7 separate regions of the Mus musculus genome follow, and all the other regions are linked to region 1. The links are chromatin contacts, called in public HiCAR-type and promoter capture Hi-C maps. All regions are on one chromosome and are shown on one strand. Each heading gives the region's core, a stretch centred on a gene start, on an enhancer-like site or on the middle of the called end of the contact. The rest is flanking DNA. Distances are from core to core; before and after follow the strand shown. Region 1 holds the start of Ube2d3 (ubiquitin-conjugating enzyme E2D 3). Region 2 holds the start of Aimp1 (aminoacyl tRNA synthetase complex-interacting multifunctional protein 1). Region 3 holds the start of Mttp (microsomal triglyceride transfer protein). Region 4 holds the start of 1110002E22Rik (RIKEN cDNA 1110002E22 gene). Region 5 overlaps Gm19708 (a long non-coding RNA gene). Region 6 holds the start of Npnt (nephronectin). Region 7 holds the start of Ddit4l (DNA-damage-inducible transcript 4-like).

Region 1 (3,742 bases), core at 315-2,814:
CAGTTAAAGCAGCCGCCATCTTAAAATGCGGGATAGAAGTTAGAGCAAGAAAATGAGACTAAACCACCGGAGAGGTGGATCCACTCGCAAAATATTTCTGAAAAAAATTCTAGTTCTTGCCAACTTAAATTGACAACTTATCAAACTATATCGATTTGCTCAAACAAGCCTCCTTAAAGATGGGTTTTAAGCAAAAACAGTCTCCCCATCCAGTTTCCCTGCACTGTCAACCCCCACTCCCCCCAGGATCTTTCAGAAGGCTTTTACAGGGTTCCCAGTGCCTCAGATAAATAGCTTCGGGTGAGAGCAGCGACCACACAACACAGGAAGTGGCAACAGTGTCGGTCCACCTCCTCCCAACCCTACTTACTCTTGTGTAACTGCCCAGATTTGGTTAAGCTTCTGAACAGACTTCGTCACCACATTTTAGCGAACTGAGGTATGTTTGTCATACCCAGACTCTCAGTCAAGTTTGGAACAAAACGTTTTTCATCTGTTACATTCCTTTCTTTTGAATGCCAATAAGCCTTAGCAGCTGTAATAAGTTTTGAAGAACCAAGACTAGGAAGCAGCACCATGACATTAGCCGAGGGCCTGTACACAATTCTACTTCCCAAACCTGACTCTTAGGCAAAAAACCGAGGAGCCTAATAGCCACGCTCCCTCACCCATACTTACAGATTCTAGTGAAAAAAGCTAACATTTCGCTTACCCAAACCATTCAGTTCCCTATCTTACAGCTCATTTCAAAGTGCACCTGCCTTTCCTTAACCCAAGAAAAGGTATTTTCAGAATTGTATCCACCACCAGACCCACGCTTTTTTTCCTCTGGGCCCCAAGCCTCCTTTCTTCCCACAACCCTGTCCGCACCATTTAGTCCAAACTGCTCACCTTATTAATCCGTTTCAGCGCCATAGTCTGTGCTTTTCGCCGGGCTCCTCACTATCCCGAGGTGTACTCAAAGGTCCGGCCAAAATTCTTGATTATCCCGGCGGCGGGGAAGGGTTGTCTCTTCTTCTCACACCGGCTCTGCCAGACACAGGCGCCTTTTTGCAAAAACGGAGCAGGTCAGCGACTCGCCAGGGCCTCGGAGAAACCCTGCTGACTCCAGAACCCTGAAAACCGCCGCGATCCCGGCAGGGCGGGGCGGGGTGGCGGAGCCACCAGCTACCGAGATCCGCGCTTCGCCCCAGAGAGGGCGAGAGGGTGACGGGAAGCGCCGAGAGGTGGTTACAAGTTTAACTTCCCGGCCTCTTGAAAGGAAGACGAGCCCCGGGTGGGAGAGGAAGAGGCGGAGGAGAAAGGGGTGGGTGCGGGGCAGGGTCCAGAGCCGGGCAGAGGAGGAGCCGGGGCCTAGTCGGCGCTAGGCCGGCGTCACTCGGGCAGAGAAAGGCAAGGGGGAGGGGAGCGGGCGGCTCCGGACCGACGCCGGGCTCCTTTCGGTTTCGGCTCCAAGGGACAGCGAGCCAGCACAAGGCAATGGGCCCCGGGTGCGCTCCCGTCCCCACGGCGAGGGCTGTTCTGGGTCGCCCCTGACACCACCGTACTCTCCGCCTCGCAGCGCGCTCCTGCGTGCGCGCGCCCGCCCGCTCGCTCGCCCGCCACCTCGCCACCACGCGCCCGGCGGCCGCGGAGCTCCGGCGCGAGGACGCGCCCATGCCCCCTCCCCCTGCGGCCGGGCCCCGGCTCCGCCGCCGGCCTCTCCCCACCCTACCCCACCCAGCCGCGAGGGCTGCCCGCTCGGGCCGCCCACAGCCCCCCGGGCACCGCGCCGGCCCCGGCCCGTCTCCCTCCCCTTTCCCGAGCTGTCCACACCCACGCGTACAGAGGGCCGGGGCCTCCCTCGAGCTGCGGCCTCGGCCTCCTCCCCGCGCGGCAGCTGGTGCCTCCCCGGCCCTACGGGGCTCACGCGCACGGCACAGCCACAAGATGTCCGCTCTGACGGAACTACTGCCAGCTGCCACGCTCCGCCCCTCCCCCCGCCTATTCACCGCCGCGTATCCGTCCGCCAACGCCGCCGTCGCGAGCGCGGGGCGAGCCGAGGGGTTCAGGGGGGAGCGGTTTGCTTCCCTCGCTCGGGCCGAGTGGACGTGCCGCCCGCTTGCCGTCTCCCTGTCGGAACAGCACCTTCTCGCTAAAGCGATCGGAGGTCGGGCCGGGAGGGCGGGGGACGGAGGCGGGTCATGGGCTGAGGGGGAGGGTAGGCGAGTGGCGGAAACCCTTAAATTCAGAGAAGCATCGAGAACCGGAAGGAGACCTTAGGAGGAAGGTAATGGAAGCGGCAGCTGCGCGGTCGAGGCCCCACGCCCCTCCCTGAGTGGCCCCCCGTTTCCTCACTTGGGATGGAGGTGGCGGATCTCGCGAGAACCTCGTGGCAGGCTCGCAGCAGCTCCGGGTCTGCAATGACTTAAGGGCAGTTTTGTGCTCTCTTCCTGGCTCGGGACCCGCCCCCAAATCCGCAAGTTATCGCGAGATGCGCCGGCAACCCCCCCCCTGGGCTCTTACTGGGCGGGTCTTGCGAGGGAAGCACCGCCCCTGAGTGCTTATGCTAGTGGGCGGGGGAGGAAATGGAATTCCCCCGACCGGCCGGCCGTCGCGCGCCGACACGGCCCTCCCCCGGGCGTCCAATCGGGGAGGTGCTGTGGGCGGGGCCGCGGGGTGACTAGATGCCTTAGTCAAGGTGGAGCCGGTTCACGGCTTCTGCCGGCCCAGGTGATGGAGATTTCTTCCCGTGCTCCTCAGAGAGGGCTGAGCAGCGCGAAGAAGCTCCCCTCAAATTAGGAACAGCAAATTAAAAGATCCAGGCTGAGTGCTGATCGCACCGCCAAGTGCGGACACATGCGCGTTGTTAACCCCGAGGGGCCAATCTGAGAGCAGCGGCCTGCAGGGTTCTGCGTTTGCATAGCCTTAACAATACAGCTTTATTGTGATCGGATTGGGTAGAGCCTTAGGTATGGAACCGCAAGAGGAATATCCTAGAATCGTCTTTTCCTTCTGCTGTTTCAGTTTTTGAGCCCCAAAGTGACAAAATACTAGGGAATCGGTCTGGATTAAATCCTGGGGGTGAGATCTGTTAAGTGTGCCACTGCCCTGTTTTAGTCTGCCCTGCATAAAATGTAGAGGGCCGTTTGTCATCGAGAGTACTCTTTGGGTAAAAAGTAAGACTTTAACTTTTGAAAGACATTCAAAAAGATCAATATGTTTAGGTTTTCTAGCATCCTTAAACGACCCTACTTAAAGTGGAGGTCCTTCAGGACTACGTGGAAATAATTTGAATTTTGAGAACCTGTTGCAGGCAATATTCCGCAAGTAAAATGATAAAAGTCAATGTATAGCCGAAGAGTGACGGTGTATACCATAGGTAATATCACTGGAGCAGTTAACGGAATGCAGCTGCCTCAGCTACTCGCCATAGGAACCACCTGGAGTCTTGTTTAAAATGCTGATTTTATTTAGTAGGCCCGAGATTATACTTACAACAAGCAGCCAAGTGATAGAGATTACTTCATCAGAACCATTTTCTGAGTTAGTAAACCCTCAGTACTTACCTCGTGCCCTACGGGACACCTCTGACTTTCTCCTCCCTGAACAGCCCATTGTTCTCTCCTGGCTAACCAGTAGACACAAAGCAAAGAGCTAAGCATGGGGGTGGGAGGAGAACCCCAGATCTGAGTTCTTGCTTACGGCTTTCTATTTATGATAGTGGTCTGGTTCCACATATTATAGTTTTGTTTCTTCACCA
Region 2 (3,742 bases), core at 426-2,925, 2.8 Mb after region 1:
TCGGTTATGCCCATCCTGTTTTTACGAAAAGTTTTGATGCAAACCACTTCATATCCAATGCACACCTCAGACTTGCTCTACAAGAAGCCTGTAGAGCACAAGGCTCCTCTGTTCATTGGGAGCCAAATAAAGTCTCCCATAGGCTTTCAGAATTAATGGACCTGAAAACTTGGTAACACAGGCGAATTTGTTTTCTTGGTGATAAATGGAGAGAGCCAGTGCTATTCTCATCATAATAGAGGAGTCAAAACACATACTCAAAAGTTCATGTGAAAATAGTTATGACCACTATTCTGAATCTTGTCGATACTGTGAGCTAGCTTAAGTCTACTTGAATCTTAACTTCTTATTCAATGAGTAGATGCAAAATTACAGAAAGTTATATCTACATAGCAGGCTTGAAGTCATAGGAAAGGTGAGACATAACCTCAGCATTTTAATATTTAACTTTTACAATGATATATTAGATTTTCCGTTATAGACATTAAATAACATACAACTGAAAAATCAGACAAGTGTTTATGACTCAAAAAGATAAACCACAAGCAAGAAAACAAATTTCAGTATCAGTCTATCTCTCTGGTGTGCATGAAGCTCACGAACAAAAAATTGACACACACACACACACACAGGTGCTCACACTTGGTAACTAGAAGAGAGTGAAAAATGAAAACGATGAAGTCAGAGATTACAAGAGAAAGCCATGTAGGCAGGTAGTTGGCTTGGAAAATTTACTCAGGGAATACTTTGAAACTTCTACGTTAAGTCTGACGTTTCTGTAGCCAGAACACTGAAAACCACAAACATGGCCTGCACCTATAATGAACAAGACACAATGTAAACTCTTAAAGAGATTGGAGATGACTCACGTGAGTCGAAAATGTAGAAGAAGAAGAGGAGGAGGAGGAGAAAAGGGGGGAAAAAAGAGGGGTAGTGGGGAGACGTGGATTTTATCCAGAGTAAAATCGTATTTGCATTTCTAAGACTCGGTGAACTTGGGCTTCAGGGAGAAGGAAGTTTGGAGACAAACACAACAGCAAGCAGCTCCACAGATTGGTTCTATGGGTTCCTGCAGAATGGCCGGGTCACTCACAGTACCTGATTGTCCCACAAGTCCCACCCACTAACGCCAGGCAAGCGGCGACACCAGAATACCTGCCTGAATCTGGGGACGCAGAGATTGGGGGGTTGAGCTCCTAAGCGCGGAAGCTATGCCTGGCAGTGCTTAGTGGGCCGTGTCCTGCATTTCAGGCGCGTCTACAAGAGGCCGCCTAGGGAAGGTGACAGCCGGAGCGACACGCCTCCGTCCGCGCGGGCCTCCCGGGTCCCCGGCTCAGAACCCGAGGGTGAGCGCGCACCTCGCTCCACTGACAGCGCCCAGCACCCCCTCCCCCGCCGCCGCCTCGGGTCGGCCACTGCTCATGACGTCACATCGCCGAGACGCAACCCCGGGGGAAGACCCCAAAACTTCCGGCCGCCTGTCCCTTGCCCAGACAGACAGCCAAATGTAGCGAGTGAGAAAGAAGTGAGGGAAGATCGGAGGGAGGGAGGAAGGAAATGGGAGATGGGAGCTCAGTGTGGTACAGGGAGAGAGCTGGCGCAGGCAGCGGACGGCCGATGAGCGGTGAAACTGTGAAACGCTCAGGCATTTATCAGGGACAGCCTCCTGGGTCCTTTCTCGCTGCCGGGGACTGCGGGAGGCTGGCCCTTCCTTCTCCCGGCTGAGGCTGCTCAAGAGCTGCGGTTGGGTCACCGCTTCATGTGAGTGTCCCGATCCAGAGTTCTTCCCTTTCTCACCCGGGAAAAAGAACCTGACCTTCTGTGTAGTAGTGGGAAGCGCGGTCAAAACCTCCACCCACGTGCCCCCTTTTGATTCAACTTAGTTTGGGCAATGAATACGTGGCCGAGGGAGAGCATGCTACTGGAGGCAGGGGGTGAATGCATTACCTTGTTTCCTTTTAAGTGAGAGTGCAAAGGATTTCCAGTGTTTGTACGTGAGGACGGGTTGAAGAAGGAGATTCCTTGATTTCAACAGATATTAGAAACACCAGCTACCACTATACTCCCGGCAACAGTTTAGTTATTGGGTAAAGATCCATAAACTAAGTAGAAATGACTGTCAACGAAACGGACAAAAATCCCAGTCGTTGCCTCTCGGCTAGGGCTTATTGTTGAAGTACAGCATTAAAAGTAAGGTGAACACTCTGTATTTTAATATTGATATGTTTTACTTATGGGTATGTGTTCATGCCCGAGTGAGTTTTTGTGCAAAACTTGTGTGGAGGTAAACGCGGAGGCTAGAAAGCATCAGACCCCTGGGACCTGGAGTTACCTGTGATTGTGTGCTCCTGTGTAAGTGCTGGGCCCTGAGCTTGGGTTCCCTGCAACAAGCACTAAACGCTTTTTAGTGTTGGCATTTTATACTTAAATATTTTAGATTATAAGTACTGCACAGAAAAGGTATTAAGCCATAAAAAAAAAAAGGTAGATTATTTGACATGGTTGCCAGAGAAGGTTCTCAAGGAAAAGATGGCTTTCTAGGAAGGAGGTGACACAAATAGAATTAACAATAGAGAAAACCTTCAAGAAGTACAGTCAGTCATAAGGCCAAGCCATTGCGAAGGCCATGCAACAGAAACTTACCAAAGTATGAAGGGGTCTGACCAATGCCTGTGGGCTCAGAACTGAGAGAGGGGATTCATGATGCAGACAGAGAGTGTGGGCTAATCAGGGGGAGTGAAAGCCATAGAAGGTTTTCCAAGGCCAAGTAATGTTACCCAGCTTCGTTTTAAGAGGGTTACTCCATAGCCCTCTTAGACTGGGGGCAGAAGTGAGAAAGGAGATCAGTTAGGAGGCTTTTGTTTTACCTCAAAGGGAACATAACAGTGTCTTCAATAAAGGTCCTAAGTGTCCAGTCAGGTCTTGAGTGTGTTTCCCAAATAATGAAAGCATTTAGGCTTTGGGAAACATTTTGAGTGAATTGTGTGAATTTCAGAATGACAAACATAAGTTAAAATCATGGTTTTGCCGTATAATAATTGGATGAATCCAGACAATACATATACTTTCTCCTGGTGTATAAAATGATATCTTACATGGTGGAGAGTAAATGTCAATGTCAAATGTCCATTAGTTATTGTTCTTATTTGCATTCTTGAATTGGAAGTAGGCGTGATGGTGTGGTTGAAGTGATTGGTTAACTTATTTTAAAAATGAAATGATAAAAGATTGTTCACTGTGATAACAGGAGGCCTAGCCAAGCCTTTTGCATTTTATGTATGTCTTCTACTGGGAGAAAAGGTTTTGAATTAAGTCATAATATTAGAAAAGCATGGATTATCCCTTCATAGTAATCAATTTTACTTTCTCCCCCCATTGTCATCATTTAATATGGCTAGAACTTCCTGTGTCTTCATCAGTAAAGAGAAAAAAGGGCTCTCCAGTAAGGGGATAAGAATCTAGAATAAATAGGAGCTTTCACCAGAAACAGCCTCAGGTCTTCTATGGGTTTTAGCAAGGCTTGGTTTAAAAACTTAGCAGTGGGATCAATGTCAGTGAGTGTTTATGGAGCACATTGTCCTCACATTTACCAAAGTATTTACTTGTCCTTACCTTCTGACTTGTGACATATGTGTTAAATGGCAACAGGAATTTAAAGTGGTCTAAAGGTACCATGTTGCTGTAGAATATCTTGGCAATTAGATTGTGAAGCAACTGGGGAAATGTTTGGAAGGCAAGACTG
Region 3 (3,742 bases), core at 333-2,832, 2.7 Mb before region 1:
ACAGGCATTTTCACATTACATTGTATGTGCATTGTATATGGCCACCCGGTATCCACAAAATCATTTCTGTAAAGGTTTGGGTTTTTGGAAGTTTGTTTGTTTGCTTGTTTGTTTGTTTTGTGAGCACGCCCTTTCCTGTCTGGCCCCAGGAAAACTGGTAATAGCAAATGAAGTTCTGCTCTCAAGAGGAGGTTAAGGTAATTTTCACCTTTCAATTTTGCATAGGAAAACACACTTCAAAGGACATTTTTTTTTAACTTTTACTTTTTATTTTGTAGCTCTATTGCTTGCTATCTTTAATCTAAATTGTCTAAAAGACTTAAACTCAAGGTTAGGGGAGTGGCAGATTTTCAGGGGAACCAGGATTGCTTTAAGAATTCATTTTATATGTAAAACAAACATGGCCATAAATATTCTCATAGACCAATATCCCAATAACCCTCACTTCCAAACTTCCTTTTTCTTCTACCCAATCGACTTGACTCCCCCACCCCCCTTAGAAGTGTTTATGTTTCTATCAGGACTTCCAGGGACAAATGTTAGCTGGGTCACTTAGTGTGGCCAGAGCTATACATATGAGGGCATTCTCTTGAAAGACGTATCCTAGATAACATACTGTTGCAAAAGTGGTGAGAACTGGGACTTGTCCTCTGAATCTCTTCTTAGAAATGTAACTCAGGCTGGGCAGTGGTGGCACCCTCCTTTAATCCCAGCACTTGGGAGGCAGAGGCAAGAGGATTTCTGAGTTCGAAGCCAGCTTGGTTTACAGAGTGAGTTCCAGGACAGCCAGGGCTACACAGAGAAACCCTGTCTCGAAAAACCAAAACCAAAAAGAAAGAAAAAAAGAAAGAAAGAAAGAAAGAAAGAAAGGAAGGAAGGAAGGAAGGAAGGAAGGAAGGAAGGGGAAAGAAAGAGAGAAAGAAAGAGAGAAAGAAAGAGAGAAAGAGAGAACTGTAACTCAGAAGGAACAACGGGACTCTGGCTTCCCATTCTAGGAACCTGGGTATGTGGGAAACAGGCATCACTTGTCTTTACAGAGGGCCACTCTAGTATCCTCAGTTGGCCTACTGACACACTAATGCTGTCAAATGCTGACTGCCCCAACCCTGACTTTTCTCTCCCATATAAGGACGACGATCTGTACTTCAGGGATAAAAGGCCTAATCATAGCATTATCCTTATCAATGGTGGTATGACTTAGGATAAATTCTGCAATTGGAAGTCATCTTTGTAATGGTTGGTGATAGTATAAAAATTCAAAAATAATCATAGAAGATGTATTCTGGTTCAGTAGGGTTCAACGAGGTTGGGATTTATTGAACCTCACGTTTCCTTACAAATTATAGGATTCTCCAGGTTTGCTGATGATTGTGTACTTGAGCAGAAAAGTATCACAACTAGGTTTTTTTGTTGTAGTTTGTTTTGTTTTGTTGGCATGACTTCTTAGTACTTCGTCTTTTCTGCATATGTAAGACTGTTCACTGGTTTAGTTTGGAATACAAGATAAAAACTCCCTTGATTTTCCTTCTGGGATGAAACATTTTCTTTTCTTTTTTTTTTTTTTTTTTTTTGAGACAGGGTTTCTCTGTGTAGCCCTGGCTGTCCTGAAACTCACTTTGTAGACCAGGCTGGCCTCACACTCAGAAATCCACCTGCCTCTGCCTCCCAAGTGCTGTGATTAAAGGCGTGCGCCACCACTGCCCTACTGAAACAAATTTCTTAAAAGCGAGAGACTACAAACTATAGCCCACCTGCGTTTAATCATTAATAGTGAGCCCTTCCATGAACTTAGGTCCTGATTTTGGAGTTTGGAATCTGACCTTTCCCCTATAGATAAACACTGTTGTCGCCGGTTCTGAAGAGGGTCACTTCCTTGCTGGCTGCCACCACTGCTCAGTGAGTCCCGGGGACTGGATGTGGCAGAGGGAGCCAGCATGATCCTCTTGGCAGTGCTTTTTCTCTGCTTCTTCTCCTCCTACTCTGCTTCCGTTAAAGGTAAGTTTACGTTGCCTTTCCCTAATCTCTCTCTCTCTCTCTCTCTCTCTCTCTCTGTGTGTGTGTGTGTGTGTGTGTTGAAAGAGTTCCTAACTATACAATTTTTGAAAATATATAAGATTGGAATATCTGGGGGAGGAAGTGACAAGGTGGAAAGGAAGACAGAATTTAATTTCCTGCTCTCTTTTACCAAAGTAGAGATTCCTTTCTCATTTCAGCCCTGCCACCCCCCACCCTCCACCCCAGAGCAGTGTGTCTCTAGCTTCAGTTTCTCACTCTTGGAGAGAGTTATGAGCTAATGTTACCTGCTGATAGACACACAGAAGGCAGCTCCTTCATTTGAATTGTAAAATAACCCAGTCTGGTTGCTTAGCACTGGAAGGACAAGAAGAATCAGACCCAATAAAAGGAAGGCATTTGATGACCAAAGAATTAGGAATGAACTGGTAAAGCCTGTATGGACTCCCATTGCTTTTGAAAGGAAGTAGCATAACCTGAGTCAGGGAGTGAAGGAAAATAAAGCTGCGATGTAATATGGATGTAAGAAAGAAGACGTCCTTTAAAAATAGCGATCCTAGTTAACAATTTTTGTTTTAAGGCAAACGTTACTTTAAAATATGAATTAATGACATCAGGAAAATCCTAGAGGAAAGTGATTTCACAAGGAGTGGTTTGAAAGTGTTGTATGGAATGCTGTGCTGTTGTGAAACCTTCTATAGATCCAGCAGCTTGTAAACTCTATAGATCCAGCAGCTTGTAAACTCTATAGATCCAGCAGCTTATAAAGTCTTTGGGTTTTGCATTGTAACCTTGTATAAAGATGTCACTTTTTTATAGTTTATAAAAAGTTATACTGTTAAGACCAATCGCTCTAAAGGCAATCTGTCATGGTAGGATCAACTTCTAGTACTGTGTCCTCTGAGTGATGGACATAAAATAACCACACGCACACTTTAAATCTGTTTGGGACCAATGTGACTTTTGATCATAAAGCAAACTTTGTCTCAATATTTCTCTCTCTCTCTCTCTTTCTCTCTTCCTCTCTCTCTCTCCCCCTCCACCGTGTGTGTGTGTGTGTGTGTGTGTGTGTGTGTGTGTGTGTGTGTGTGAAATTTCTACATGAAAAGGGACTGTTACTACAAGATATTGAGGGCTACAATTCAATTGTTTACCTGAGCAAATGGGGTCTTAAACTAGAGGGAATATTTTCAGTACTTTTAAAAATCATCAGTGGTTAAGATATAACCCTTCCACGCCAGGCGTGGTGGCGCATGCCTTTAATCCCAGCACTTGGGAGGCAGAGGCAGGCAGATTTCTGAGTTGGAGGCCAGCCTGGTCTACAAAGTGAGTTCCAGGACAGCCAAGGCTACAGAGAAACCCTGTCTCAAAAAACAAAACAAAAAAAAACAAAAAAAAAAGATATAACCCTTCCTCGAGTGAAAAAAATCCTTGTAAGTCTTCTCTGATTTGGGAGTGTTATAAGACAGAGTTTTATTGTTTGTCTAATGTGATGTAAACAGTATAATATAGAACCTAATACCATGATTATTTGAAGGGAAAAAATAATGGAGATATAGCAGTTACTGTGGTTTCATGTTTGATTCCCATTCAGTTAACTTAAAAATAGTAAATTCATATACACGCACATGCACTTATACATGCACACACACATGCACTTATACATGCACACACATGCACACACACACGCACATGCACTTATACATGTACACACACACACACACACACA
Region 4 (3,742 bases), core at 489-2,988, 2.6 Mb before region 1:
AGGCAACAGAGGGGTCAGTGCTAGCAACCTTTGGGGCGATTCCCCGGGCATGGTCCATGGAAAACCACGACTAGGTTTTGGTGAGACCTGGCCCTCATCATCTGCCAGGCCCAAGTCCACCTCTATACATAGTCTGTGTGTCACCTATGCCGATTGGATAAAGCCCTATTTTAAACATCCACATTTGTGGAAAGGAAAATAACACCGCCAACCATCCCCTTTTGACATGAATGCCATCCCCACGCTGAAAAGGGTTCCTTCCTCTGAGTAGGCATGTGCGTAAGTGAGAAGTAGTCACCCCTGACAACTGCAGCGTCTACCTTCTCTCCCTGTAGGCATCCCAACCCCACCATTCTCCCTAGGACAAGCCCTCTGCCCTCTCTACTGCCACTAAAACGTGCCCAGAAGAGACTGAAAACATCTGGAATAAAGCAATGGTTATTAAGCCATAACTCAGGGTCATGGGAAAGAAAAAGAAATACCTTCCAAATCTTAGTTTCTTAATTAGTAAGTACAACTAACTAGGAACATTTTTAACATTTACGCACATATTAATGATTGAATTCTGGTAAGAACCACATGAATTAAGTACAATTACTATACTGATTTTATAGACGGGGAACCTGAGACACAGAGGTAGGGCATGATTCAAACCTAGGCAGTCCAGCTGGAGACCTTTACGGTTACGATAGGCAATCAAGGTGGGTCCCCACAGTCAAGGTGGGTCCCCACAAAACCATTCAGAGTTGTTACCCCGTCAACTATCAAATCTGCATGACCACAAATAATCTATGTAACTGGTTGAGGTTTGTTTGTTTGTTTTTATTTCAGATATTCAACCCGAGAACACTTTATGGACTTGGGGGGCTAAGGAACACGATTCTGTTAATAAAATGGATTAAATATAGTCCCCTTCTCTCAGGCAAGCAGACTTTTGAGCTCGCCATTTTTACTTTTCTTTGAGGCTGACCATGCCTTGGGCAGTAAGAAAGCCCTGGAGATAGTCCAAGACAGTGTGAGACACATGTGCTTCCTGGCTAATCAAGAGGCGAGAGTTTCTGTATAGTCCAAGGAAGAATCACTCTAGCGCTGTCATATGGCCCTGTCTGTCATCGCAACACAACAGATTTTTTTTCTTGAGTTTCTTCCTGTGGTTAGCAAAATATAAAACTGAAAGTTCTGACACACAGGGTATATGGTAATGTTCTCTCTCTCTCTCTCCCTCTCTCTCTCTCTCTCTCTCCCTCTTCCCCTTCTTCTTTCTTCCTTTCCTTTCCTTTCCTTTCCTTTTCTTGCTTGCTTTCTCCCTGTCTTCCTTCCTTTCTTCCTTCCTTCCTTCCTTCCTTCCTTTCTCTCTCTCTCTCTCTCTCCCTCTCTCTTCCTTCCTTCCTTCCTTCCTTTCTTTCTTTCTTTCTTTCTTTCTTTCTTTCTTCCTTTCTTTCTGTGTTTTCAAGGCTGGCCTCGAACTCAGATATCCACCTGCCTCGGCCTCCCCCAGTGCTAGGATTAAAGGTCCCAGACTACAACTGGTCACCATAATTTCTTAATACCCAAAGTTCCGCAAAACCTCCTGAGGTCTCCCCTCTCTGAGAACCCAGCCCTGGCCAAGCTCCCCACCTCCCCCCAACCCCCTCCCCCACAATCAGACACAGCCTGGTTCGGTTCTAACGTGGGTTCTTACCTTCAGAATAGGTGTGTGGCTCCTTCAAGGATTTCCAGCTAAACAATGCCAGTGTCGATATGGTGGTAGTGGGGGTTCCTTCATATAAAGTCAATTTCCAAAAGGTTTTTTTTTTTTTAAGTCAAACCAAAAATTCCCTTTGTGGTTTAAAATCAAATAAGCTGAAACACCATAGTAGGGCTGACTATTAAAAGAAAAGAAATGTATAAATAGAAAAACAGCAGCCAACTTTAGGGTAAAGAAGACAATTAAGGACTCCACACGGTTTCCCTTCTGGTGTTTTTCAGAGTTCTGGGTTAGTTTATGGTACCATGAAAAGGGGTGGTCTGAGATCTAGTGGAGTAGCTTGGAGTCATGGGTAGCTACCGTGTCCTTCATTCTTACAGGTGGGTAGCCACCGTGCCTTTTATTCTTACAGATGACTCTGATCACTTTTTTACAGATGAACTCAGTGGTTGCCTGCCTGACCTCAGGTGTTGAGCAATTGATGTGACTAATATTGCCAGTATTAACCCATGGTGAGCAGGCACGCGTGGTTAGACAGGCAAGGTATGCCCTGTTGATAACTTTATATGGGAACTCCAGGAGCAACAAAGGAAGTGACTCAGCGTTGTTACATTTCTCTCTGAGGAGAAAGTCTCTTAGCTTTCCTTGAAGGGTTTCTGAGATAGTTCAGTGTATGTAAAACCTTAACATGACTTAAGAAGTGAAGAACGAAGGCCAGACCACCCACCAGCTGATTAAAGGTCATGCTTATATTTTGGGTCTCCAAATCTGGCATAATAAGATAACTAAGTGTGCTATTCAAGAGAAGAAACCGTTCACAGAAGGCAAACCTTAGACTGGAAACGAAGAGATGTATTAGGTTAAACTTAACCTCAGAGTCAATGCCAAACCCTTGGCCAACCACAAACATTCTTAGTTTGTCTGGGGCACAGCAGGGAAGAGACAGTGGTGCTTTATATTGAGTTGAAGGTCTTTCCATAAAGATGTGTATCGCTCTCAGCACACACTTATGTGAAGAAGGCTTTTCTGGGGACCACTGCCTAAGACCTAGGACGTGGCTAGCACCTTTCCAAGCCTAGGGATGGACATGTGAAAGTTGGCATCTGAAAGAAGGTGCCCTATCATACTATTTAATGTACTAAAAGGTACGTGGTTATTGAAATAAGCCCTCCATAATCATATGACTAAAAAGTAGTTATTGTTTCCACTTTATGGACTGAAAAAAAAAAGCGAGGCTAAGTAAAAGCTTGTGCCTCTGTAGGGCTTTTCACCATTTTTCCCAATAATCAAATGCTGCAGCCCTGGTTAAAATTGGGTGTGAGGTGGACCCAACCAACCTTAAGTAGTTAATTGAGTACAAGTCTATGAGGTGTATGGGGGGGGGGGGTGTCACAGGACCATACCCATCGCAGGCTAATTAAGCTGTCTCATAGCCTTTAGCCAACTGCCCGCCTCCGGGACCAGCTGGTCCAAAGACATGGAGAAGCAGGATTAGGAGCCAGCTATCCCTGTGAAGGGGAAAACAGCATGTACGGTGGGAGGGCGAGCCCGGCATGGTGTCATGGGGCCACACACACTCTAGATGCAACCCCTTAGCTATGCCCTTAAAACTTGGAAGGACAGGAAGGGACAGTTCACCACCAGAAATAAACCCTTAGTAAGCAGCCCTTGAGCCTGCCCACAAGCTCAGATATGGAGTGGAGTGGTTGTTCACTTTGCGGCTTGAGCCAGGAGGCACGCATATCAGGGAACTCATCTTCTCTGGCTGCCGCCCTCCTCTTCTTCTTGTGGTTTGAACTCCTCTTGGGCCTTTTTCAACCCCTTTCTCTTCTGTTATTCCTCCACGTCCCTGATGTTTTATGTCCGGCAGTTGGGGCTGTCTGGCCTTCCTCGTGGGGGAGCTGTGGGGGTGTCAATGTTTTAGATATGACTATATAGAGAAAAATGGCCCTTGAGGACCACCCTCAGGTGGAATCTTTAACACAACTTAAAATAGACTTACTCTAAATCTGGGTCCATCTTATCTGTGGCCTGTCAGTCATCCTATTGTATGTT
Region 5 (3,742 bases), core at 797-3,296, 2.6 Mb before region 1:
TCTGGTGTGCTGTGGTGTTACCAGATTTGCCAAACCACATGGAGTAGGGGAACCTGGAATTATTGCTATTGTGAATTATTAAAGGAAACATTACTTAGGAATGACACTGCTAAGCAGAACCGGGCTGTCTCCTTCCAAGATATAGAAATCTCACTGGACAGTAAGGTAGACTAGGTCACTAGGACCAGGAATCTACCTAACCTGAGCCCAGAGGACACGGGTCTTCTTCACCTTTGAGATCAACTCCCCAGAGGCCTCTTCATCATTCCCTGGAATCAGCTCCCAAACCTCTCTCCTCTTCTCGTGTCTCATACTGGTTTGCATAGCTGTAACTGCTGAATCTGGACCAAGTTCGAGATCCCACTCCATGGGACATCTAGGCCCCAGGTCATGAGTGTGAACTAGCTACCTCTGTAGCCACAGAAGCCTTGCTGATGGAAAGAGTGTGGGTGCTTCCATGGGACCCACTGGGCCCTGCTGCCTGCCTTCCTCTTGCATACGCTGCAGTCAGGATGCACAGAGACAAGGGACCTCACAATATTTAATGGACTTAAAGTGGGCATGGCCTCCAGATTCTCCCAGCATCCCTCAGTCCCTACCTGGCATACTATACCCTCTACCCTGAACTTTCAAGCCCAGAGGCTGGACTGCTCTTCTCCCAGAGGCTCTTCCCTATATAATCCAGACATTTTGGTGTCTACACACACACACACACACACACACACACACACACACACACACACACTTACACTGGAGGTCCTAGTCTTAGGGGTGGTGGGGACCTTTTTTGTTTAGAAGCATTGATGGACACAGCCATAAAGTGGCTTAGGTCCTAGGGCACTTTGACTTGACACAAACTCGCAGTATAAATCACTTGTCTAGGAACTACAAATCCATCACCATGCCGTTTTGATCTGCAGATTCTGGCATGGGCTTTGCTGATGGTACTCAAACTCTGCAGAACATGAGACTCACTTGGGGTTGCTCTTAAACATAATGAACCAGTACCCCGGTGGGGGATTTTCAGGCTAGTGACCGACCACCTGTGAGAGTCAAAACTCTAGCCCTTGGCTTTTATGTTCAGTGTAGGGCTCTACACGGCCCCCTGTGGGTGGCTGTTGTGAAGCGCACACTTCCTGTTTCTCTGCAGCCTTTAGATCTCTGGTTCCTTTCGGGGCTTTTGTTCCTCTAGGTCTCAGGCATTGATTCCACCATCTCATCTGTGCCCTCCTCTCTTCCCTGTTATCTTTACAATACTTTTTCTGCAAACATCTTCTAGTTCTTCTTAATTCTTCTCTTTGTTCCAGTTCCACCTTCCTGTATCCAAATAAATTTTCCCTGCAGGGAACTATTGTAAACTGTTTCCGTTGTAATTCTGAGAGCCCTATGGTTGGATTTTCTTCTCCTTCTTCTCCTTCTCCTTCTTCTCCTTCTCCTTCTCCTTCTCATTATTATTATTATTATTATTATTATTAGGCAGGATTTTTACCTCAGTAGTTCTATAGATACATTCAGGTCTTATTTTAAATGAAAAAAAGAAAATCTATATTTTACTAAATAGGCTAGGATTTAAAAAACAAAACGAACAAAGAAACAAAAATAAAACTAAGCGCTAAAAGCGTAGCGTGTTTGAGGCAGGGCAGAGGGACTTGGGGGCGTTTCAGGAATAAAATGGAAGCTTTCTATTCTAATCTCTTTTCGTTCATTTAAATCTTTTTGGTAGCGATCTCAGTGTTAGAAGTTGGGGATGTAGTGCAGTTGGTAAACTATTACTCCTCTAGCATGGAGCCGAAGTTTGCATGAACTGGGTGTGGCAACAGAGGCTGGAAACCCTTTGAGGACCAGGAGTTCTCTGCTACCTATGGAGTTTGAAGACAGCTGGGAAACCTAAGGCCCTTTCCTGACAATAACAAACCAGGCCTTTCTAGCACTGGGGAGGCAGAGGCAGGCGGATCTCTGAGTTCGAGTCCAGCCTGGTCTACAGAGTGAGTTCCGGGACAGCCTGAGCTACACAGTGGAAACCCTGTCTCGAAAACCAAAAACAAACCCTCCAAAGCATTTAATGTAAAGTAGAACTAAGAATTAAACCATGCAGAGCTTGACAAGACAGGTTAGACATTACACCGGAATCGTTTTAAACGTGTAGTTTAGTATCTTCCATGAATGTAAGAGAAAATCATTAGAATCAACCATTTTAAAGAAAATGTAAACGGGAGGGTGAAGCAATGGGAGAGCTAAACACATAAAACAATCGCAGCCCCAATACAGTATGACTGCCACCTAGTGGTGAGATATCCTCAGCACAGGGGTCCTGCTTGAGTCCGTGAGGGAGACTGGGTACCTGGTCCACGAACTAAGGCCACCCACCGCTGGGTGGCGAGAGGAGTTCTATTCTCTACAGTGCCAACTCATAGCTTCCAGGGTTACTGTAAGAAATACGTTATTTGTTGATCCAATTTCAAGGAAAGTCGTTCAAGGACCTTTAGCACATCCAAAAGCATGTTGCTAAAGTCTGACTTTACCACTGACTTAATTGTAGCTCAGAAAATATTTTGTAATTTTAAAAACAGCACCAGAGCTGGGTTTTGAATCCCTGGAGTCCGTAAGGAAAGAACAGTGGTCTAAGGCAACGTGTCAAGCCCTTCGTAAGCCTGGCAGACCTAAGCCACAGTGTCTCCCTGTTCCCAAGCTTCTCGGCCCAACCTGTCACACAGCAAAACTGAAGCCATGCCTTCCACGATGCTCCCCAGAAGTTCTAAGTCCCCTCCCACTCATTTCTCTCTTTGTTAACTGTTATTCGTATGATGCTTTAATATAGTTACATCATTTTTCCCCCTTCCTTTTCTTCCCGCCACCTCTTTCCAGGTGCCCACACCTTGCTTTGTTTCGAATTCATAGCTTCTTTAATTGTGTGTGCATCTGTGTGTGTGTGTGTGTGTATATGCCTGTGTGAGTTCTTAAATACAACTGCTAAGTCTGTATAATGTTACTTGTATGTATGTTTTCAGGGCTGCACCAATAGGTTATCCGATACCCAACGATCATTTGGGTATCGGATACCTATTGGTGTGCCCTTCCGTAAGAAAGACTATTTGTCCTGCTTTCAGCATTCCTTCCTTGCCTGTATTCTTTGTCTGAGGTTGGTACCTCAAAAGCAACATATTAGCATATCTGTTGGTACCACCCTTGTTCAGGTCCTGTCTAGGCAGCCATGTTGGTGAGACTTTATGGGGCAGCTTCTCTGACATTTCTAGGAGACAATCTCACAGCAAACTTCCTGCTCCTCTTCTCATACGCTCTTCCCACCCACTTTCCTCCTGTGATCCCTGAGCCTTAGGGGCAGGAGTTGTGCTGTAGGTAGATGTATCTATTGGGATTGAGCACCACAACTCTGCATTTTTGATGGGTCGTGGTTTTCTATGACAGTCTATCTGTTGCAAAGAGAAGTCCCCTTGATGTGGTGTGGGGACTATGTACCTGCAGGTATTAGGAGAGATACTCAGAATGTAGTTAGGGCTTTTGCTGGTTTGGTAGAGTGGCAGTTGTAGGTTCCCTTCCAAGACCCATGACTTCATCACTGCTAGGGACTTGGCTAGGTTTCCACTACCAGGCACAGTTTCCCTCTTGTTGAATGGGCTCCCATTCATTTTGGAACTCCAATCCCAAAGTGTTCAGACACCTCGGCTGACCCGTCTCCTTATTCTTGCCACCAGTGGGAATTTTAAAGTTGACATTTTTTTCT
Region 6 (3,742 bases), core at 435-2,934, 2.5 Mb after region 1:
ACAAAAAAAAAAACCCTACCTATGTCAGAGAAGTGTGCAGTCACTGTCTTATTTCCACCTATCACTCTTCTCCCCTCTTCTGAAGTTATTCTCTAGCCTGCAGGTTAACCCAACCATCCACTGTGCCAATGGAGCTCTTTCAGGAACCGAACAGGAGCCAATAAGCAATGCATGCCACCAAGGAGTGGGGTCGGGAAGCAAGCCTACATTACACTGACAAACATTTGACTTTTCTGCAGAAAAAAATATTATGCCTCTTAGACTATTTTGGACTTTGTTAGAAGCATCTGAAATGGATGACACCAAGCTGTTTGCCTCAAACAGTGTCCCAAGCCTGAACCGGCAAGGATAATTTTCTGAGATTAAAATAGAAACTTCTTTTGCTAACAGAAGCAACTTGGAAATCAAAGAACTATTATTTTTCCTTTTCTTGCAGAAAAGTCCTGTTTTTACACATACTGATAAATCAGGATAGTGTAACCAAACTGGCACAGAACTTTTCGTTAACAATTTGAAGTAGCAGAAACCTTAAAATGATGCGAACGGAGTGACAGTTGAATGTACGGTAGCAAATACTTTCGATTAACATTTATGAGCACCTACTATGTGCCAGGCAATGTTGTAGGCACTAAACAAAGATAGCTCTTCTTGGAGAGTTTACATTACAACAGAAAGAAGACATAGATAAACAAATTATGCTGTAAGAGAAAAGATCAGTACAATGGGGGGGGGAAGGCAAAGTATGGCTGGACGTGACACCAGAGGGGAAGATAAGAATTTTAAACAGCATTCATATTTGGCTTTTAGGGTGACTTTTAGGCAAGGAAGTGAGATTCAGCTATACACACAACCTCTTCAATGCATGCCTAGAGGGTGCCAGGCCAGGAGATCATGGACTGAAGAGAGAGAGGACAGGACAGCCAGCCATTGGGGGTATGGCCTAAGGACGGGAATGATTTAAGTTTGAACGTATATTTATGAAAATCATTTCTTTTCAGTCCTTTGGTGCAATGCTTTTTATGATAGCTCAGTAACTACTTCAAATGGTTCTAAAGAGGTCCCCTCAAGACCAGCTACACCACAAGCTAAGTGGTAACTAACTCCCCTTCCTCTGGGGTGGAGCACTTGCCCTACCCACGGGGGTGCACCAAGTGGAGCTTCAGGACACAGACAGTTTTCCAAGGTTCTTCTCTTTCTCCTGAGCCCAGAGTTCTTCTTCAAAATTCGACCTGAGAGCCGAACCCCCCCCACCACACTCCCCACCCCCGTTAAAAGGTGCAGGGATATTCCAGCTCTGTAGGAGAAGCAATCTGGGTCTGCCTGCCTTCATCAGTCCAGGAACCCCTCCGGTAGGTGCAGAAAAGTTGGGTTCTCCCCTATAGACCACCTGTGTGTGTATGTGGGGGGGCATCTGTCTACCCCCACAGAACGCGTACTTCCACTTCCAACCCCACTGTCGCCCCAGCCTCTGGCGGCTGGGCTCACTTTTTCAGGCAGGTCACCCGACAAGCCCTCTCCCTAGCTCTGCTCCCAACTTTTCTCGCAGCCCGGGGGCAAGCGCCACCCGTGGCCGAGGCTGCCTGCGCGCCGCATCCCCGCCCCTGAGCCGCCCCTGCCCCTGGGGCCCGGGGAGGGGCGAGCCCCGGCGCGCGCCCAGGGCACCAGGGCGGCGGGGCAGGGAGGGCGGCGGGCTGCGCGGCGCGTCCCTCCCGCCTCGCCCCTCCCCGCGGGCGGCGCGGCTCCCGCCGCAGCGCCTCCCCTCGCCAGGAGGGAGCCGGAGGGGCTCTGCCAGCCCGCCGCAGACCTGCCCGGCTGCGCGCTGCGCTCTGTGCGTCCCAGCAGCCGCGGGTGCCGCGCCGAAGGCGGCCGGGAGATCCCGGGACGCGCAGCTCCCCGCAACCTTCAGCGTCCCCGCGTCCCGGTCCTCCGGCATGGCTGTGCTCCTAGCGGCGGTGCTCGCGTCCTCGCTCTACCTGCAGGTGGCTGCCGACTTCGACGGGAGGTGAGGCGGGTCTCGGGTGCCCTCCCCTTTCCCTCAGGGACCTCGAGTGGAGCAGCCTGGCTCCGGGCTCAGGAGAAAGAGAGGCTCGTGCCCCGTGTGCGGTGAGAGCGGGCAGGAGCAGGGACACAGGTGACGCGTGGAGCGTCCCTACAGCCAGTGATCAGGATGGACTGTGTCCCGAGGGGAAACTTGCAGGTGACCCGGCGATTCGACAAAGGGTGGCGGCGAGGACCGTACTTGGAACAAATGGCACCCGAGGGCTCTCGGTTTGTGGTTCGGAGGGGGGACGGTGTACACAAGCTTAACATGAGTACTGAGAGGAGGCGCTCGGGGTGCGTGTGTGTGTGTGTGTGTGTGTGTGTGTGTGTGTGTAGCACGCGGCACCGCTCAGACCTGGCGGGCCTGACTGTTGCTTGCTCTGACAGGTCCCAACAACCTCCGGCAGGGTCTCTGCTGTCACTCAGCGTGTCCCCCCAAGGCAGCGCACCGCGCGATCTCCCCGGAGATCCCGGGCTCAGTCCCCACTGAAGGCCTCAGCTGGACAGGTTTCCCGCTGGCTCACACCACCACTCACCCCTGTCCCCATCCCTCAGAGCTTGTCCCAGGGCTGCCTTGAAGATGCCGCACCTGTTTTACCTGCAATCTTGGAACGAATCAATTCCAGGATTGATTGGCTTTCCTGTCCCTGGAGGGGACCAGAGGAAAAGCCTCGGAGCGCGGAAGAAAAAGGCACCCGCTCCCGGTTCACCACCTGGTCGGAGGAAATAGAAGTTGGGGTTGTTTTGTACTTTGAGCCTGAGGGTAAAGCGAAGATGAATTGAAGAGATAAAGAGTTTAAAGAAGAGTGGAAAGCAGCCAGAGGCTAAGCCTTTTATTTTCCAAAAGCAATTCTTTGCCCACATTTGGATTTGTGGTGCATTACTTTGGGGCACACATATTTACAAAGAAACACACACACACACACACACACACACAGCCTAGGTGTCCATTTACAAAGAAACACACACACACACACACACACACACACACACACACACACACACACACACAGCCTAGGTGTCCAGAAAGTCTGGTAGGTGTGAATCTAAACAGGCTAACAGTCACAGGTGTAAGTGTGATCTGATGCATAAATCTGCATCCTAAACTTGGAGTCTCTCTGGGTACACTTTACATCGGAGAGGGAAATAATGTGGATTGCTGATGCAGACAGCTTGTAAAATACGAGGACACTTGAGACACTCTTCACGGCCTGGTTTTGGGCTTTTCTTACAGCAGTGGTGGGGAAGAGGAGGAGGAGGAGGAGGCAGTTGTATAGAAAGAGCTTGGTTGGTTGCATTTGATTTTTGAATAAGCTCCTCTTCTTGCCCATTTCCTTATCTGCCCTTTATACGAAGCAAACATTCTTTCTGCTCTGACAGATCTGTTATTCAGCACATTTCAGCGTCCCGGTGCATTAGTCAAAACTGCCCCCTCCTCCCCGCCCCCAACAGCTGTGAGTCTGGCTAATCTGTTTTATTTCAAGCTTTCAGAAACCATCCCGTGAATAGTAGCCTGAGCTTTCTTGGTTGCAGCCAACCTGGTTTCTTCTCCCTACTCCTGTGGGCTGGGTGTGTGTACATTTAACTTTACAATTAGAAATTAGATCACTGTAGGACTACTACTGGGAAGGTGTCTTATTCTCCAATTCCTTGCAGGCAGTAAGGAGCTTGTAGAAAATTACTGGGTGTGGTTTAAGTATAT
Region 7 (3,742 bases), core at 853-3,352, 2.2 Mb before region 1:
CCCTAAAGACTCTGATAAACATAATGAATAGGTTAAAACAACCCTCTTTTACAATTTCTTCTCTCCCCGTAGTCTTGAGGATTATGTGGCAAAAATCTGTCCAAGGTCATCCAAGATTACTAGTGATCTCCTTTCCCCCTTGCTCTCTCTGTAGGGTTTTCCAAGTTTATTTTAGTTTTTTTTCACAAGTCCATGCAGAACATCTGGAATAAAAATCATCACTATTGCTTAACAAAGGGACCGTTGGCGTGCAGAATGGTTTCAAACGCTGTAAAGTGAGCCTGTCCCAATGCTAATGATCTACCAGCCTTAGTTTTCGTTAGAAGTCCTTACTAGGATGGCCTGGAGGTCCAGTGTTGGCTTTGACCTGTTTGATTCAAGTTTGCTCGCAGAGGAGAGAGGACTTTTGAGGTTCCTGAGTTTATTTATAACCGGGCTGGGTCAGTTTTTCTTAGCTGAGCAAAACAAAACAGTCCCAGGAAAACAAAGTTAGGTTTACTCAGAGGAAAAAAGATAGCTCTGCATTTGGTCACCTACCTTCCAAATTAATCCTACTACTTGGCCGGGTGCCATGCCACACTGCGGCCACGAGCCTTCCTCTCCTCTCCTGGTTTTCTATGTCATTAGCTCACTTAGAGGGCACTGCTTGTTTTTTGTTTTTTGTTTTATTTTTTAAATTCCAACAAATAGATTCCAAATCATATCTGTATTTTTATCCACATTGAAGACAGACAAATTTAGAATTATAATATTATCTTATAGATGAAGAAAATCTAAAGAGCTTAAGCCACTTAATATATGCTCACACCACTCTTCCATAGTTGAATAGTCTGTCAGATTAGAAATTGACGTTTCAAGTTGCAAATGATGATTCCTGTAGAACCAGGGCTGTTCAAGTTTTCTTCTGACATTAATGCACAGTGGGTGCATTTCATAATAGAATCTTACTTAGCAACGAAAAGGAACTCACTGATGAGGTAAGTGTATAACTCTACAACATCACACGGTGGGAAAGCAAACCGAACTGAGAAGAGCATATACACTTATTATTTAACATTCTAAAAGCAAAACTAACGTGGTAACAAAATGCCGAAGGATGGTCTTCTGGAGACGGGAAAGAGAAGGATTAGGTGGCAAACAGAAAAGGGAGAATTTGGGGGGGGGGGGGGAGGGGGGACGGACGTGGTGGTGCTAGCTACACAAGTAAGCGCATGTCTTTAAACACACCCAGCCTGTACACTTAATGTTCCAACCATGAGATAGGGAACTTCATCCCCAAGAGCCTCTTAGCAGACTGGAACAACGCATTATTCCCCTTACGTTTGTTTTTGGTGGGCAGACAATGCAAAGGAAGTTTAGAAAGAGATCTCAGATGGGTTTCATAGTCCTCTGTGTCTCTAGGAGGAGATGAAGTCTCGCGCACTCAGGCAGGGACGCTTACACTAGAGAGGGGCCCCGCAACCTTCGGATAGGAAAGAGGTGGACAGCCCAGAGACTCACCACTTAGCAGACTCCCAGGGTGATAGCCACCGTCCAACAACTCTGAAATGCTGGCCGGGTTCTTACTGCTCAAACTGCCCGTTGCAACCATGGTCAACGGCTCTGTTTCCCTCGCGGAGCAGAACGGATCTTTCCCTAGGCGCTGGGAGGAAAAAGTGAGAAGTTTGCAAAAGCACGCAAGAAGTGCACAGGCTCCTCAGAGTCCCGGCATCGCCAGGGCGAACTAGCCCGGGCACTGCCCTTCCAAAGGGAGGGACCAGCCTTAGCAACTCAAGTTGACAAAGCCCTAGGAGCGGAGGCGCCAACTAAAGCCAACAGGCTGGAAGTAGCTGGAAAGTCAGCACAACTGGGAAGCGACCCTGCCCTATCCCGCCTCCTCGGGTCGCTCACCTGCCGGATTTCACCAGACGCTGAAGGGTAAACCGAGGCAGGCGCCCCTCAGTAGTCCGAAGCTTGGACAGTGGTCCCCTGCACAGTCCTGCAGCAAGCCGAAGGCTGCGGGCCACCGCGCCCACCAGCACAGGCTGCACCCGGCCGCTCCGCCTCCCGAATGGAGAGCGCTTTATAGGTCCCGCCTCTCCTCCTGGCCGGCACGCCCACCTGCGCCACTCGCTCGGGCCCGTGCCCCGGCCCGCCCCTGCAGGGTCAGGTCACCTTTCAGTTCCTTCCCAGGCAGGGGCCCAGGCAAGCCCCTGGGAGTTGGTGATCAGCCTCGCCTTGGGCGGACACCTGCTGCTTCCTGAGTTGGCCACTGGTCACCCTGAGTTGGCCACTGGTCACCCTCCTAAAGAGCATCTCCCTTCGGCCACTAACCTAGATTCTTTGGCGTGAGCCCCTGCCCACAGCTTGCCTGCTTCCAGGCTCAGACTGCTCAGGTTTTGGCTATGGAACTTTTCAAGCAGCTAGAAGCTCCAGGTCCTGTTAGGCATGACCCAAAACTTTGCTGTGTCATTCTGAATAAGTATTTGGCTTAGTTGACACTGTGCTCTGTGAGCATCCTTTATGCCCATGTTCTGACTCTAACCCATCAGCTCCAGTCCGCACCCAGTCTCCCCGCAGGTGGTCGGGATGTGGTAAGGGCTCTCTAGCTTCAGCTGCACTCAGGAATCAATGGGGCATCTTTGGGGATACTACATCTGTGACTAAACCGTTTTTCTCCGCGGCCAGGGCGAGCCTGGCCCTGTTCTAAGACCTGGCTTCGAAAGGCACAGAACTTGAATTGAAGAGGGCCAGTGCCAAGAAACTAAACAAAACCACTAACAGGATCTCAGTTGCCTGCTCCAGCCGCAGGATAGTTAGGAGCAATTGCCATTCCCAGAAGCAAAAGTTCCCGGTGGGCTTGTTTGGGAAGAAGTTTAAGCTTTAGTGGTCTTTAAAAAGCTTGTGGGGCATGAGAATAAAGAGTTGTCCTGCTAGGATAAGCTCTGCGACTCTTTCCGGGGAGTCTTGAGCAAGAGGGAACAGAGGGTCTGGGACACCACTAAAAGCACGATGCCAAACGTTTTCTTCTAACTTTACTAAGCCACCCTTCCTGCTGCCCTGCGCCAGTGGCACAGGGTTTGCAATGGGTGGGCGTTCCCAGCGAGGTTGCTGAGGTTGCTGAGATGGTTGAGGTGGATCAGAAAAGGAAGAGACCGAGATACTTGGGGTGAGGGTGAACCTCATTCAAGGCCAGGTTCCAGCACCACTCCCGCACACTTTGGGTCCCCACGTGCAAGGAAGGACCTGCAGGTTAGGGCCTTGAGAAGTAGGATCCGCTGTCCAGGCTAAAAAAACTCTCAGAAGGAAAAACAACAACAAAAGTGGTAAAGAGAGTGTGATAAACAGATCAGTGGGAGGACACTTGCAGGCAGAGCAACAGAAACTAAAGCCAGCTTGAAGGTCCATTTTTAACTCTCCCGAAGCAGCTGCACTGCTCAAGGTCAGGCAGGCTCAGGCACGGGATGCTGATAGGCTGGGGAAAGCAGATTTCCACTTCTATTTTAATAACAAAAGTGGAAAACAAGCAATCCCATTTAAGCCGGTTAGAATGGGTCCTTTAGCTGCTACAGAGCCGCTGGTCCTTATCTAGTCAGCCTTGTTAATGACAGCTGCGTCCTCCCTGCTTCAAGGAATGTTATTAGTGTTATGATAGTAAGTGATCAGAATGGACGTGGGTAGAATAGAGAAAATGCAGCATTTCCACTCGGGTATTTAGGCATAATTCATACTTCCACCGGGACAAAGTTATAGAAAGTTCTAG

Evidence for each region. Promoter capture Hi-C pulls out the DNA fragments that hold promoters and counts their contacts. HiCAR-type assays count read pairs that join an accessible place to other places.
Region 2: a HiCAR-type map of astrocytes shows a contact between it and region 1, with 2.9 times the contacts expected there. The contact joins the promoter of Aimp1 here to the promoter of Ube2d3 in region 1. A contact is called at or near these places in 2 of 39 promoter capture datasets (hippocampal neurons and pre-B cells) and 1 of 115 datasets of contacts at active chromatin or transcription factors (astrocytes).
Region 3: a promoter capture Hi-C map of liver shows a contact between it and region 1, with 7 times the contacts expected there. The contact joins the promoter of Mttp here to the promoter of Ube2d3 in region 1. A contact is called at or near these places in 2 of 39 promoter capture datasets (both in liver), 1 of 484 Hi-C or Micro-C datasets (CD4 T cells) and 2 of 115 datasets of contacts at active chromatin or transcription factors (embryonic forebrain and embryonic stem cells).
Region 4: a promoter capture Hi-C map of hippocampal neurons shows a contact between it and region 1, with 5 times the contacts expected there. The contact joins the promoter of 1110002E22Rik here to the promoter of Ube2d3 in region 1. A contact is called at or near these places in 4 of 39 promoter capture datasets (cranial neural crest, frontonasal cranial neural crest, hippocampal neurons and 1 more) and 1 of 115 datasets of contacts at active chromatin or transcription factors (embryonic forebrain).
Region 5: a contact with region 1 is called in a promoter capture Hi-C map of pre-B cells, with 7 times the contacts expected there. The contact joins the enhancer-like site here to the promoter of Ube2d3 in region 1. A contact is called at or near these places in 3 of 39 promoter capture datasets (hippocampal neurons, neutrophils and pre-B cells), 1 of 484 Hi-C or Micro-C datasets (B cells) and 1 of 115 datasets of contacts at active chromatin or transcription factors (embryonic stem cells).
Region 6: a HiCAR-type map of astrocytes shows a contact between it and region 1, with 3 times the contacts expected there. The contact joins the promoter of Npnt here to the promoter of Ube2d3 in region 1. A contact is called at or near these places in 1 of 39 promoter capture datasets (cranial neural crest) and 1 of 115 datasets of contacts at active chromatin or transcription factors (astrocytes).
Region 7: a contact with region 1 is called in a HiCAR-type map of astrocytes, with 5 times the contacts expected there. The contact joins the promoter of Ddit4l here to the promoter of Ube2d3 in region 1. A contact is called at or near these places in 1 of 39 promoter capture datasets (hippocampal neurons) and 1 of 115 datasets of contacts at active chromatin or transcription factors (astrocytes).

The regions. Positions count from the first base shown.
Region 1 is chr3:135,436,948-135,440,689 of GRCm38.p6, reverse strand. It overlaps Ube2d3 (ubiquitin-conjugating enzyme E2D 3), which reads right to left and starts at 1,564. Exons shown (of 7, transcript NM_001356597.1): 1 at 892-1,564. The coding sequence starts at 915. 4930539J05Rik (RIKEN cDNA 4930539J05 gene) reads left to right here and starts at 2,025. Exons shown (of 3, transcript NR_030689.1): 1 at 2,025-2,269.
Region 2 is chr3:132,681,812-132,685,553 of GRCm38.p6, reverse strand. Aimp1 (aminoacyl tRNA synthetase complex-interacting multifunctional protein 1) reads left to right here and starts at 1,675. Exons shown (of 7, transcript NM_007926.2): 1 at 1,675-1,761. The coding sequence starts at 1,760. Tbck (TBC1 domain containing kinase) reads right to left here and starts at 1,410. Exons shown (of 26, transcript NM_001163455.2): 1 at 1,160-1,410.
Region 3 is chr3:138,129,493-138,133,234 of GRCm38.p6, reverse strand. It overlaps Mttp (microsomal triglyceride transfer protein), which reads left to right and starts at 1,582. Exons shown (of 18, transcript NM_008642.3): 1 at 1,582-1,995. The coding sequence starts at 1,935.
Region 4 is chr3:138,060,238-138,063,979 of GRCm38.p6, reverse strand. It overlaps 1110002E22Rik (RIKEN cDNA 1110002E22 gene), which reads right to left and starts at 1,738. Exons shown (of 3, transcript NM_001370862.1): 1 at 1,682-1,738. All of the region lies in intron 1 of Gm5105 (predicted gene 5105), which reads left to right.
Region 5 is chr3:137,989,940-137,993,681 of GRCm38.p6, reverse strand. All of the region lies in intron 2 of Gm19708 (a long non-coding RNA gene), which reads right to left. Among named protein-coding and RNA genes, the nearest start is that of Dapp1, 10 kb to the right of the region's middle. Within about 2 kb of position 2,046, at least 31 of the 459 cell types and tissues checked have an H3K27ac peak or open chromatin away from gene starts, as enhancers often do. A contact at or near this core is called in pre-B cells, where this site is marked.
Region 6 is chr3:132,948,233-132,951,974 of GRCm38.p6, reverse strand. Npnt (nephronectin) reads left to right here and starts at 1,684. Exons shown (of 14, transcript NM_001287101.1): 1 at 1,684-2,002. The coding sequence starts at 1,932.
Region 7 is chr3:137,622,032-137,625,773 of GRCm38.p6, reverse strand. Ddit4l (DNA-damage-inducible transcript 4-like) reads right to left here and starts at 2,102. Exons shown (of 3, transcript NM_030143.4): 1 at 1,891-2,102; 2 at 1,501-1,642. The coding sequence starts at 1,591.